Linked DNA regions of Danio rerio: region 2 is linked to region 1. A link is a contact called in public Micro-C data. All regions are on one chromosome and are shown on one strand. Each heading gives the region's core, a stretch centred on a gene start, on an enhancer-like site or on the middle of the called end of the contact. The rest is flanking DNA. Distances are from core to core; before and after follow the strand shown. Region 1 holds the start of LOC141377981. Region 2 holds the start of LOC137487707.

Evidence for each region. A called contact is a pair of places that touch in the nucleus more often than the background predicts.
Region 2: a contact with region 1 is called in a Micro-C map of caudal fin, with 2.9 times the contacts expected there. The contact joins the promoter of LOC137487707 here to the promoter of LOC141377981 in region 1. A contact is called at or near these places in 3 of 18 Hi-C or Micro-C datasets (caudal fin, embryo and hematopoietic stem cells).

What each region holds. Positions count from the first base shown.
Region 1 is chr15:660,292-667,194 of GRCz12tu, reverse strand. It overlaps LOC141377981, which reads right to left and starts at 4,266. Exons shown (of 8, transcript XM_073924268.1): 1 at 4,221-4,266; 2 at 3,225-3,333; 3 at 2,989-3,128; 4 at 119-689. It overlaps LOC100536922, which reads right to left. Exons shown (of 6, transcript XM_073924210.1): 6 at 4,548-6,903.
Region 2 is chr15:844,306-850,264 of GRCz12tu, reverse strand. It overlaps LOC137487707, which reads right to left and starts at 1,611. Exons shown (of 4, transcript XM_073924310.1): 1 at 1,563-1,611. All of the region lies in intron 2 of LOC141377992 (a long non-coding RNA gene), which reads left to right.

The DNA.
Region 1 (6,903 bases), core at 3,017-5,516:
GTGATAATTACAGGCAGGTGTGTTTGATATGGGTTGCAACTGAAATCTGCAGGAAGGTGGCTCTCCAGGAACAGGGTTGGCCACCCCTGCACTAGTGGTTGAGAGCATCAACACATACCAATGAGGTGCTCACAGCAAACCAAGTTCAATTACCAACTCAAGGTCCTTCGCAGATCCTTCCCCTCTTTTCTCTCGCTCTAATAAAATTCTAATTAATCTTTAATTCTATAGCACTTTTACAATGTTGATTGTGTCAAAGCAGCTTAACATAGAAGTTCTAGTAAAGTCCAGATTTCAGGTTTGAAGTTCAGTTCACTGCTGAAAGTCCAAACACTAAAGAGCAAATCCATCCATCCACAGCTCCACAAGTCTCAATCCAAGCAAGCCAGTGGCAACAGTGGCGAGGAAAAAAAACTTCACCAATGGACGAAGTGAAGGGAAAAAAACTTGAGGAGGTAGGCTCGACCATTTTTCTCCTGGCCAAACTTCCTGTGTGGAGCTGCAGTCTAGGCACCGGAGGCTGGAGAACGCGGGATGTCGATCGTGGAGAACTGCAGGTGTGAGCAGGTTACAGGCTGGTAATCAAGCTGGCCCACAGGATCAATACGGAGACTCGTCTGTCACACTCTCCTCTCGTCCATGACCACCACAGCATCAGCTCAGGATACGGCCTTGGTCCAGGAAACAATCTTTAAAATGTTTTAAAGATACATCATTCTAGAGGCAGCCATGTATGGTAATCCTCTAGCACAGGGATGTCCAGACTCGGTCCTGGAGGGAAGGTTTCCTGCAAAGTTTAGTTCCAACCCCAATCAGACACACCTGGGCTAGCTAATTAAGCTCTTACTAGGCTTTCTAGAAACATCCTTGCAGGTATGTTGAAGCAAGTTGGAGCTAAAATCTGCCAGACGTCGGCCCTCCAGGACTGAGTTTGGACACCCCTGCTCTAGCATGTGGTGGAACAGGAGGTAACTGTGAATTTGATGTCCTTGCTGAAACTACAGCATCTACTTCTAATTAGGACTTTATAACCAAAAGGATCAGGTTAAATTCTGACTTTCAAACCATTCAGCCACAATAGCCCTCTGGTGCTCTAGTCTTTGGACGGGACACACCCAGCATACGTTCGGCCTTTGGGCTTTAACAGTCCATTGGTCAGGCTAGTGTCTTTAGTGTGCTCCACATGTCGCCGCTCGTTGGCTCGACTCCAGGGTGTCGTTTCGGCATCGGCTGAAAAGAGTGCTCTGGTTGGATTTTTAGGAAAGAATCGGAGCACGAGTGTGATGTAGTGAAGAGACAAAACAATTCAAGTCAAGGAGCGGCCGGCTGTAACTTTAATTTCTCAAACATTTGCAAATGATAGGAATTATTAGATTATCAGACACATTTCCATGAGCAAATCCCTCCATCTCCATGGTAAGTGACGATTACTGTGACGGTACAAATATTGTACAATGGTACAAATGGTGTTTTGTTTGCGCTTAGTGCATGTCGGAAGTTCAGACAACGACTATTAAATCCACAAGACATGTCACTCGTATACTTTTGAATGGGGAAAAGTGTAACTGTTAATATGCTGAATGAAGCCACGCCTTCTAGTACAGGAACCAATCAGCGATCGCTATATAGCGAATCAAGCCCACCTTCTAGTACAAGAGCCAATCAGCAATGAATATAGAATGAAAATTCTCCAGGGGAGGGGCTTGGACTAGACGTGAGTTTCTGCAGATTTTGTGATACGAAAAATTAGAAATGAAACTAAATATACAGCTGTTATTTAATCTTATTGGTTATTCGTAATATGAACGAATCGTACCCTTGGAAAGTAGTTTTAGAGAATTCGATAGTCCCCATTCAAACAGAATGCCTGAGCATACAGCGTTTCAAAGATGGTCGCCTAGTGAAATGACTTGCCTAAAGGGACTTTGGTTCATTTCCCCATTGCGGAATGAGAAAACAGACACTGCCTGAAGAGAAAAGACACGTCCTTTTGAAAAGGCACAGAAGGCGGCAATTGTTTTAGTCAGCTTTTGTCTCTTTGGTGTATTTACAGGATTTTGGTCTAAAACGCGATCCAAGAAGACAATGACTAGTTCCAACCCTTATGTGTGAAAATGACCTTGTTTAGACTGGGCTCTGAGGTGATTTTGAGGCTGTTGGAATATTTGGATATGCTCTGACATTCGTGCTTAATTCTTTTAATTATAACTTTATTCAGCTCAAACTGTGCTATAATGATATGCAACAAAGAAAGATGCACATGCTTGCATTAAAAACAGATTATGCATGGTTATTGTGTTTTAAGGGTAAATAAAAATCAGAATCAAGCCCAAAAACACATACCAAATAGATCTGAATTAGACATTCGAGAAACCAGGCTAGAAAATGTGCTACTAAATGATGTGAATATCAATATGACCACCCATTTTAAAGCAACAATACAGTCATTTACATTTTGTGAAGCAGTCGTTTTAACTGTGACCAGGTTGTAAATAAAAGCTTATAATATTGTAATAATGTTCACTTTCTATACCAATCGTTTCTCTTCATAAAACCTCAGGGTGTCATCAGGAGCCATGGCTATTGGACTAGTTCGTATGTGTTTGTTTAATCTACAAAACCCGTCAGCATTCACTGCCATTATATGAATGCTCAGCCACCACGGATTCAGCTCAGAATCTGCTTTAATGTGCCTGTGGGTGAGTAAATTAACAGGAGATTTACATTTTTGGGTGAACTAACCCTTTATTGCCAGCTGCTGTTAACCAAGATCAGAATCACGCGGTTTCGGTCTGCTATATGCTTTACTTAGTAATACCCCTTTTTAATTGATGGCAGAAATGCCATCTTTATCATCCCATATTTAGGAAATTTGTGTATGTCAGAACACATGGAGGTCTCAGATACATCAGAATGCTCAACTTTCCACCAGTTTCACTGATTTGTGTAGTTAAATGACTGAGTGGAGCTCTGAGAGTGAAAACCAACCTGTTTGTTCCTCAGGATCTTCATGTTTGACTGCGAATGTTTCATCAATCTTCACATCTTCACTCTCCTCTTTAACAAACGCCATCTTTATAATAATCTGCTGTTCTTTGTGTTTGGACACTCTGCCAGGATCATTTACACTGAGGAAAGCAAAATCCAATACAATGAACACCAGAAATGCACATTAATAAAATAGAAAGCATATGAACAGATTTGGGTTTACTGATTTATATTACCTTCCCAGAGATGGGTTGCGGCTGGAAATGCATCCGCTGTGTAAAAACTTGCTGGATAAGTTGGCGGTTCATTCCGCTGTGGCGACCCCGGATTAATAAAGGGACTAAGCTGACAGGAAAATGAATGAATGAATTATATTACATTAACCATAACTTTCATAAAAACACAAACAGCTTTCACAACATCTAAAACAAGATGCCATGGTGTTTTGCTGACTAGTTTAACTATATTTGAAGTAAATCATAAAAATATACAGATATTATAATAATACAGGTTTACTGTCAGGTTTTGTTCGTTTTTGTAGATTCTATCATGACTTATTTGTCTTTTTTATTATTAAGATTATTATGTACACGTAAAGAACAATGCAAATCCATTGATGAAAGTTGACCAGGGGAATACAGAAAAGAAATTACAAATAAAAAGACAAAATATGCATGTGTCTAGCCAAAGAGAGTAAAGGTCTTGAGTAACGTAAGAATCATTAAGGTTTCAAATAAGAATACAGTTTAAATGCTTTTTTTTATTTTTATATTGTCCCTTAATAATGGTGTTTATAAAACATTCCAGGCTAGTAAATTTGCATTAGTGAATATGACAGGTGACAAATAAAATCTAAATAATGATAACAAAACCCAGTGTTTTTATCATAATCCAAGAATTTCAAAATCAGATGTTATTGTGGTTTGTTCAAAGTGTCGTCATCACATACGAAAGATTCGGATCATGGAATCATTTGACTCAATCGTCCAGCTGTTTAACAAGCTCGATTTCTCTCCTGTTCAGTGACTGAACTTGTGAAGCTCACTGACGATATAAAGAGTGAAACGAGATCTTTTCTGTTGCTCATGTGTGGAAAACCGTCGGTAATGTTAGATAAAGAATTACAGCGTTACATACTTACTAATAATCCAATTTACCATAACGTGTTACAAAATCTAAATCGGTCGAGCTGCGTTGATTTAAACGCTTTCAGAATGTAAACAAACACAAACCTTCCTTCAGCCGCATCACAGACGCAGGAGCGCGGCGCAGTCTGGTGACGACACGTCGACAAACCAAATTAAAAGTCTTGCTAAAATCACAAACAGCATGAGCTGATTAACTGATTTAAAAAGTAGATTTCTTAAATGATATACTGCAAATATAAAAAAAACATGTAAAAAGAATGCAAATACACAAACATTTTTAAATCATAGAAATGACTGAAAAGACAAAGTGAGAGTGTGAATATTATTTATTAAATCATAGTTCACACATATAAGGCATTTTCTTCCTTTGGCTGTTCCACCAAGAAAAAAGCAATTACATATTTGTTTGCATTTCTTTTTGTTACCTCTCAAAGCCAACACAGCCCATATTGTTTTCAATTATCAGCATCTACAACATTCTTGATTAATTTCCATTTCATGGTATCAAACACATATTATGAAAATCAGAACATATGAAATAGGAGCTGTTTGTATTTTTTTGTTGTCAGTCATGTCTGCATTCTCTCAATTTAATTGTCATTGTGAAATGAAATATTTTTGTACATTGAATGAAGTAAACCGTATAATATTTCAGGTTTCATCATCTTGGGTAAATTAATACATTATTTCAATTGAATTCAAGCTCTACTACAATTTGAGGCAAGACTGCCAATGTCAAAATTAAAAAGCATGAAAATATTAAAACAAATAGAGTGTTTTAATGATGCTCACGCCATATTAATCGACACCATTCATATTAAAAAGTAAAGTGTAGTTTTCTGTATTAGACAAAGTCCCAAACAGTAAGTCTCTGGAGATGATCCTTCCTTTAACAACAAACTGCTGACGAGTCCCATGTTGCAGGGTAGGTGATTGTAATAAAGCATATTATGAAATACTGTTTGGTCCAAATGATCACCCACAGATTTAATCCTGCTTTGAAGGGCATGTCGTGATTTATACTGATGTTCTCTCTCTGTTCAGGTGGCCATCAATTCTGCATTGTGGGAGTCATTTTTGTAAGACTGAATATCAATGCATTTTAGTATATGAAGGTAAATACAGATTGTTTTGAAATAATATTAAGATTATGCAGACATTCAACTAACAGTCTATAGTCAGACTATTTTAAAGGACTCATCAACGATGTTGTTGATGAATATGCTTACGGCACCTCCAGAACCCACACTGTACGTCTCTTTGAGCAGTTTCAGGAGGATTTCCAGAGCCCTGTGAACCACCGGAGCGTTTCCTCAGCCACTGTGGACACTTGGAAGACAGCGCTGGGAAGAGTTTGATCATCCAGTGTGACCAAGAGTGCATAAACCACGGAGTTTGCCATAATGACATGCACTCTAGTAACGTTTTAATCAATACAGCTTTGATGCAGAGTTTAATTAAGGCATATTAACCCTGGATGTGGACTACGAATCAGGGCTACGTTTCCCTTTACGTTAGAGAGATATAGCAAACCTCTACTGGAGGAATTTAGATGTTTTCTTCTGAATCGGATTCACTGGTGTGTGTTAACATCTGAACATGTTTTTCTGACAGATCCAGAAGTGCATCTGTATCTTATGCGACTGTAAGGGAGCGATTTGTTCATTTGCACATGCACACATTGTGCAGACGGGGGATAAGATTAGTTCCATTTTCTATCAGCTTTAAGACCTTCATTCATCACATGATAGAAGAGTCGAAAGCTGAACTAATCATGGGTCTACCGGCTCAGACTGTGTGCAGGGGTTGAGCTTATATGCGACTACATGTGTCACGTGAACGAACGACTCAAACTACGAATGAAAAGGTGAACTGAGCTACTCATAGGCCATGTCCACACTTGGTCCTGGAGGGCTGGTGTCCTGAAGAGTTTAGCTCCAACTTGCCCACCTGGAAATAAGACCAATACTACCAAATAAGACCTTGATTAGCTTGATCAGGTGTGTTTGATTTGGGTTGGTGCTAAACTCTGCAGGGCAGCCCTGTCATACTTTGTTGGTTTAGTCGTGTTTAATCAGGGTTGGAGCTGAACTCTGCAGGAAGGTAGATCTCCAGGAACAGGGTTTGGGCACCCGTTTTAAAACCTTCATCAAATCAATGACACAATTTCTAATGGCCCGCTTCCACTGAGTGGTACAGTACGGTTCCGTTTCCACTGTCATAGGTACCTAAAAGCAAACCGCCGCATACCACTTTTTGGTCACCATTTGTAAAGAGTACCTAGCACGAAAACAAAGGGTACCAAAAGGTGGAGCTAGACGCGCAGATGAACGCTATTGATTGACAGAGATGCGTCACTCGCAGAAGCAAGATGAAAAAGTAAGTTGCATTTTTAAATACACGCTGAGACATTACAGCGTAATACTAAATACATATAATAACATCCCATGGTCAACCTGAGCTCAAACAAACATCAACGTCTTGATGAACAGCCACAAAGCCAAGAAGAACTAAATCTGCCGTGCCTTGCTGTCTAAAAGTGCGAGAGAGCTTGCAGTGTGGCTATATTTGAAACAACAAGCTTCTTAAGCTCATAATAACATGCACGGGATAATTGAATCGCTCTGATATCCGATCCTTTCAGAAATGGACAAACGCGAGAGTGAAGCGCAAAAAAACAGAGGAGAAGCTGAAAAAAACAGCAGCAAATGATGCTTCAGCAACCTAAAACATGAACAAACTGCCATGTTTAACTTTTATCATCAGC
Region 2 (5,959 bases), core at 362-2,861, 190 kb before region 1:
TGTACATGTTTGCTGTATTGTGTTTTATTCTTGACTGTTTTTTTTTTATTTTATTTTTATTTTATTTTTTTATGTAAAGCCTGACCATGGACGAGTGCTGCAAATTAGCTTTATGTTATATGCCCTACGTACACAACATCGGTTATCTTTGTATAACAATGTCAAGTGTATTGTCCCTGTAATATAAACAAGCAAACAAAAAAAATTTCACCAGTTAGAAAACTCGATGGAGACACGCACTTCATCAAGAGTAGTTGTTGACAGGCCGGCGGGTGCAGGATTACATTTCCCCAGTCACTGTTCAACCATTGAACAAATGTGTGAATAAATCTGACTTCACCTCAGTAAAGCTGGTTAGGGGGACGAGCACATATACTGATGTTTTGATATTAAACTAAATAAAAATCAGATCAGAATAGGAGGTGCTACTGCTAAAACATATCCTGTCATCTGTTTACATTACACTTATGTTCACGTTAGCAAGACAACAAGTGACTTTTCATTTTCAGTTGTGCTCGCTGATCCTCGTACATCGCTTGATTTTAGCTCCTTTTTTACTTGAACAACTAAACGATCTCTCAGGTCTACTTAACTGACTATATTATGGATGCTGTAGAAGGAACTACATGATCTTGAAAATAGCCAAAATGTTCTGCCGGACGTTTTCAGTGGCTGAACAACACTACCGTGCATATAACCCTTTCATAAACAAGTACAGTCTACATCAGCTTTGCGTGGCTATGATAGTTTTAAAACAGACCTGTCTAAACGTAATACTTCAGCCATGGTGGCCCCCTTCAGATCGTTGTTTTAAAGTAACTCTAATATGGAGTCAGTGTTTATAAGTTTTGATTGAGCATTTTTGGCAGAAACGCTTTTAGAAACAATCTTGGTCACAGTTTATTTTGACGGTTCGTTTGTTGAATTTAAGTTACAGTGCATCTACATGCCAACTCATTAGATTATAAGTAGACTGTTAGGTTGGGGCTAGTGTAAGTTGACATGTCCTTGAAAAGTCTCTCATAGTTAAATGTCTGTATGAACAGATATTAAGCAGACAGTCTGCTAATACTCAAATGGACCACTAAAATAAAGTGTTACCATAATCTTTCTTTTCATGCATACAAGTCCACGCTGGTCTTTCAGAAAGAAGTTCAGGTTGATGCAGAGTTTGCCTGATGATGTCTCTTTGTCAGCGGAAGATCTGTGCCTACGTGTGCGTGCGAGTGACGTATCTGTCTGCTTAAAGAGGCTGCGCAGAAATTCACATGTAAATGTGTTGACAGTTCGAGTTACCTGTTGTAATTAAGTTATTTGTCGGTCCAACAATATTTAATTGCATGAACATTTTTTAGTTTTATGCCTTATCCAGAATATAAAAACACATGTAAACACTCTTAGATCATTTACTTTAATCATTACTACTGGAATGTGAAGAGACTTTCAACCAGCACAACAAAATGCTTCTGAAGACCATCACCTACTGCAGCTTTAATTTACATTATTGATATTTTAAAGCCTAAACAAATGTTAAAAATCTCTTAAAATGACAAGAAACAAACCTTTCTCTGGTTGAAACACAGGAGATACAGTAGCACGGCGCATCCTTATGACATCAGACATGCAAAGCAAAATAAAAGTCCCATTTACGTTACAATTGTAAAGTGTGTGTGTGTGTGTGTGTGTGTGTGTATATATATATATATATATATATATATATATATATATATATATATATATATATATATATATATATATATAATGTAGAACTAAATGATTCAACAGCTGTGCTTTTACAGTGAAGCTGTTTTTTTTGTTGTTGTTGTTGACAGGTAAAACCAAAAATATAGGGATTGGCAAAATACGGATAGTTTTTAATCATTTTTACACTACTGAAAAAATACTTTGAGGATTACAGAGCCTTTAAGTGTATGTCCTTATTGTGCTATAAAAGTAAACTCCAAAACAAATAAACAAAATTGGATTCAGTGGTCCTCATCACAACATTTGGATATTCATATCATTAATGTGAAATTAATGTACGTATTTACCCAGTTAAGTTACCCAGGAAGCCAGAAAAGAGCAGAAGCAGGAGACAAAGTGATAATAAAAGAGCAGGGTTTATTGAATATTCTTAGTGGCATGTGTTTCGGTGCGCTCTCATACTTCATCAGAACAGCACAAATATAACAAGTGTTATTATACATCAGACCCCAAGACCTTGAAATATAGATACACCCTCATATCTGTGGAGAGGAACATGTCAGGAAACACCATCATAAAAACTAAACAATAAAAAAAAGCACTAAAATCAGAACAAGTAATGAGAAATATATAAAATAAAGAAATTAAATCACTAAATGATTAATAAAATAAATGATAAACATTAATTAATTAAAAAAATGCATCAACTGATTAATCAGGGAATCTTCTGTCCAGTCCATATCAGTTTTTAAACGAAAAAAAAAGAAAATGGCCACTTTTCTTTTTTCTTTTGCTCACAAAAACAAAAATACATTTTGATTTGGGCTGGGTTTTTGTTTTTGGTATGTTTTTAAAATGTTTTACTTTTTGTCAGAAACTCCCTAAAAGTAAAAACCGGCTTCTCTTCTGTACGCCTTCAGACATTTCTTTCTTGTAAAGCTCTTGGCGCACAATACAACGCTGTCAGGCTTTTATCCAGTTTGATCTTTCTGGTGTTTATTCAGGTATGATGCGATCGGGAGTGTGGTGTGTCTGTTTCAGTATCAAACTGCGGAGATTCAGAAGAGTCACATGAGTGAATCATGTTCAGCAGTATTTGATTCAGTTGACTCGCATCTCTACTCGCTATAAACTGAATTAGTGCTGATAATAAACAGATTAACAACATAAATGAGACGCTGGTTTATTGTTTCTTATGTGTGAAGTAAAAATATTGTTCATACATGTCGAGTAAGGCTATAAATGAGGCAATATAATATCACACCGAGTAAGAATTAATTCGCACGACAGATATTTTGAAGTCTATGCAACAATCTAATCATTATCATTCATTTTAATACTTTTAACAGGAATAATTTAAAGTACAAACCTTTCTCCAGTCGAAACTATCTATGAGGAGCGCAGCGCCGGCTTATGACGTCACATGCAGGTCAAATAAAAGTCCCATTCATATATTAAAACCGCATATTTATCTATGAAACAAGTACTTAAACAATAAAAATCGTTGAGGTTTTGAGTTAACATGCTCTTTAAAAAATGTTTGTATTAAAATGAATGCATGTGTGCTTTCTTTATTTCTATGCAGTGTACAATAACTACAAAATTTCAGTCTCTCTTCAAACAGAAACAGATCATTGTGTGTCTGCTCAAATTTAATTTTGTTACATTTCTTCTTCATGCTTCATTTTTACATTAGGTGACTGTACTACAGTGTTCAGGTTAATTTAAATGGAATGATGAAGCAATGTTAGTTTAATATCTGACATTTCTATTATATATAAATATTTGTTTTATCACTAAGTCATCCCAATTATTATATATTTGCACTGAATCGAAGCTTTTCCCAGACACAAGCTCACAACACATTAACATACAATGTCCAATCCTTTACTCTGCTGTGAATTGTGCAGTAGTGTAGACACAGACAGCTTCTTGAAACAAGCTTCTGGCCAGGGGCAGATTTAGTGACCCTAAGCAATTCCGGCCTCTGTGCCCGAAAGGTCTAAAATGTACCTTTTGTACTTTAATTTACTTTTAATTGATTTATTTTGCTGGTTTTATTCTTATATCACTTAATATCCTTTTCTGCTTTTGGTCTTAATGCAAAAATAAATAATAAAAGCATTATTAGCTGTGGACTAACAACTAAAAATGATAAACTTTTACATTTTTAAGGCTAAATCTTTACCTAATTTGACTGCTGGACTGCTCTATGATTGATGGTGGGGGATACACTTGCGCATGTGCAATGTGATAAACATTGAAATCATTTTTTTTAGAACCTGATCATACAAAATATGATATAAAATGTTGTTATATATAATTTAAAGGTATAATTTATGCCTTCAGGTATAACAAACATTAAAAAATTGAAAATAAAAGGTTAAGCCTATTAAACTCAATATACTGACCACATCTGTGTTATTGTATGCGTTAAAAGTGTGTTCATTTTTTACTTTAATTATTCTGTGATTCCTACACGTACCGCTAGAAGGAAGCCTGCGTACCCCTAGTGGTACATGTACCACGATTTGAGAACCACTGGCCTAGAGAAACAGGGCATCAGTATATTGTAAAGTTAAACCGACAGGTTCAAATATTCCTTTCCAGTTATCAAAGAAATTATTTGTTCCTTAATTTAATTGCGTACTCACACTATGTACAGTTGTCTTGAACCAGGCTGAAGCACGCTTGTCCCCCCTCCTGTCTACCTCGACTATGCCTGAGCCCAACTCAGAGCACTCACACTTCTCAAACGATGCAGGAAACTTGCCTGGCCACGTTTCGGATAACATAGTGTGAGTGTGCCCTTAGTTTTGTAATTAATTCATTGTTGTAAATTCCAACATTGTTCTATAAATATCAGTGGAAAAATGGTGGAAAAACATTCTGTAATTGTGTAGTTAAACCACACGGCTCTCCACTTTTGTCATGGCCTCTTTTACAAACGTATCCCTCAGGGTATCCAAACATTTTAACAAAAACTTTCCTCCTTTCCCACGGCTGTTGCAATTTACAGCCAAGAATTATTGATCATCAGGTTATCTCTTTGATCAGGGAACATACAGATGTCTGTACAGTCGTACCTGTTTCAGACAAAATATATTCAGAGCGTTTCATTTTCAACTCAAATCAAATGCGGCGCGAACTGTTTGCTCGAGTCTTAACCAGTTAAGCTCTGGGGGTATTTGGGGTAATTCTGCCAGAATTTGGCCTTCCAATTTAAAAAGCTTCCCATACACACATGCAGAGGTGTAAATACAAAAGTTTAGTATCATTTGAAAGGAAACCCTTTGAAATTGTATAAAATACAGTTGAAATTGAACACAATTGTTGTATATATTGTCTGTGTTATAATAAACACGCAAAAAAGGCACTTTTTTTTTTTAAATAAACTGAAGTTTGGAAATGTGTATCTCAGGCCTTGTGTGTTCCAGCACCTTGGAAACAACTTTATTTCTTTCCAGCAGGTGTCAGCAAACACAGGAAAAAATATTTTTTTCTTTATAATAGATTATGTAAGAATAATTTTATTCCAACTGCAAGGAGGAAAAATGCTTTTTTTTATTTCCGCCTACCTATTTTTGAAGTCTCCCTATGCCCTCATACAGTACAATAAATGCCATATCTCAATGTCATTTTACAGAAAACCCTTTGAAATTACAAAAAGAATTGCTGAAAGTGATAAATATTATTATATATGTTGTCTGTCCTATGATGAACCACCTCAACACAATCCGCTTTTATTTATTTTTTGTTGTAAAGACGGATTTAGAAAGTGTATAACTCAGGCCCTGTATGCTCCATCAAACTGCAGATTGTTTTGATTGTTACCAGCATTTGTCAGGAGACACAAGAAAAAATAATTTTGTTTTTATCATGTAGTATGCAATAATTATGTTAGTTCAACCGAAGGGTGGGAAATCACAACTTTTTTTGCGTCTGCTCTGTGACTTTTACGCATTCTGTTTTGGACACCTCTCTTTCTGTTCGTCATGCAATATCTCAGTCCCTGATTGGCTGATCAAGGCTCGAGATACATCAGCGTAAAGCTGAGAATCTCACCTTTCCAGTGATATGTAACTCATCTGGATAGGTTGAAGCTATCATATATTTTCCAAAATTTTGGAATATCATGACCCTAATTTGTTGCGTTTGGCACTTACAAGACACAGCAGGGGTTTACTGACGCACACTTCCTCAGAAAACGCTGAAAATGGACTCATTTTGCAGAGGAAAACCTAAGGTAAAAGAT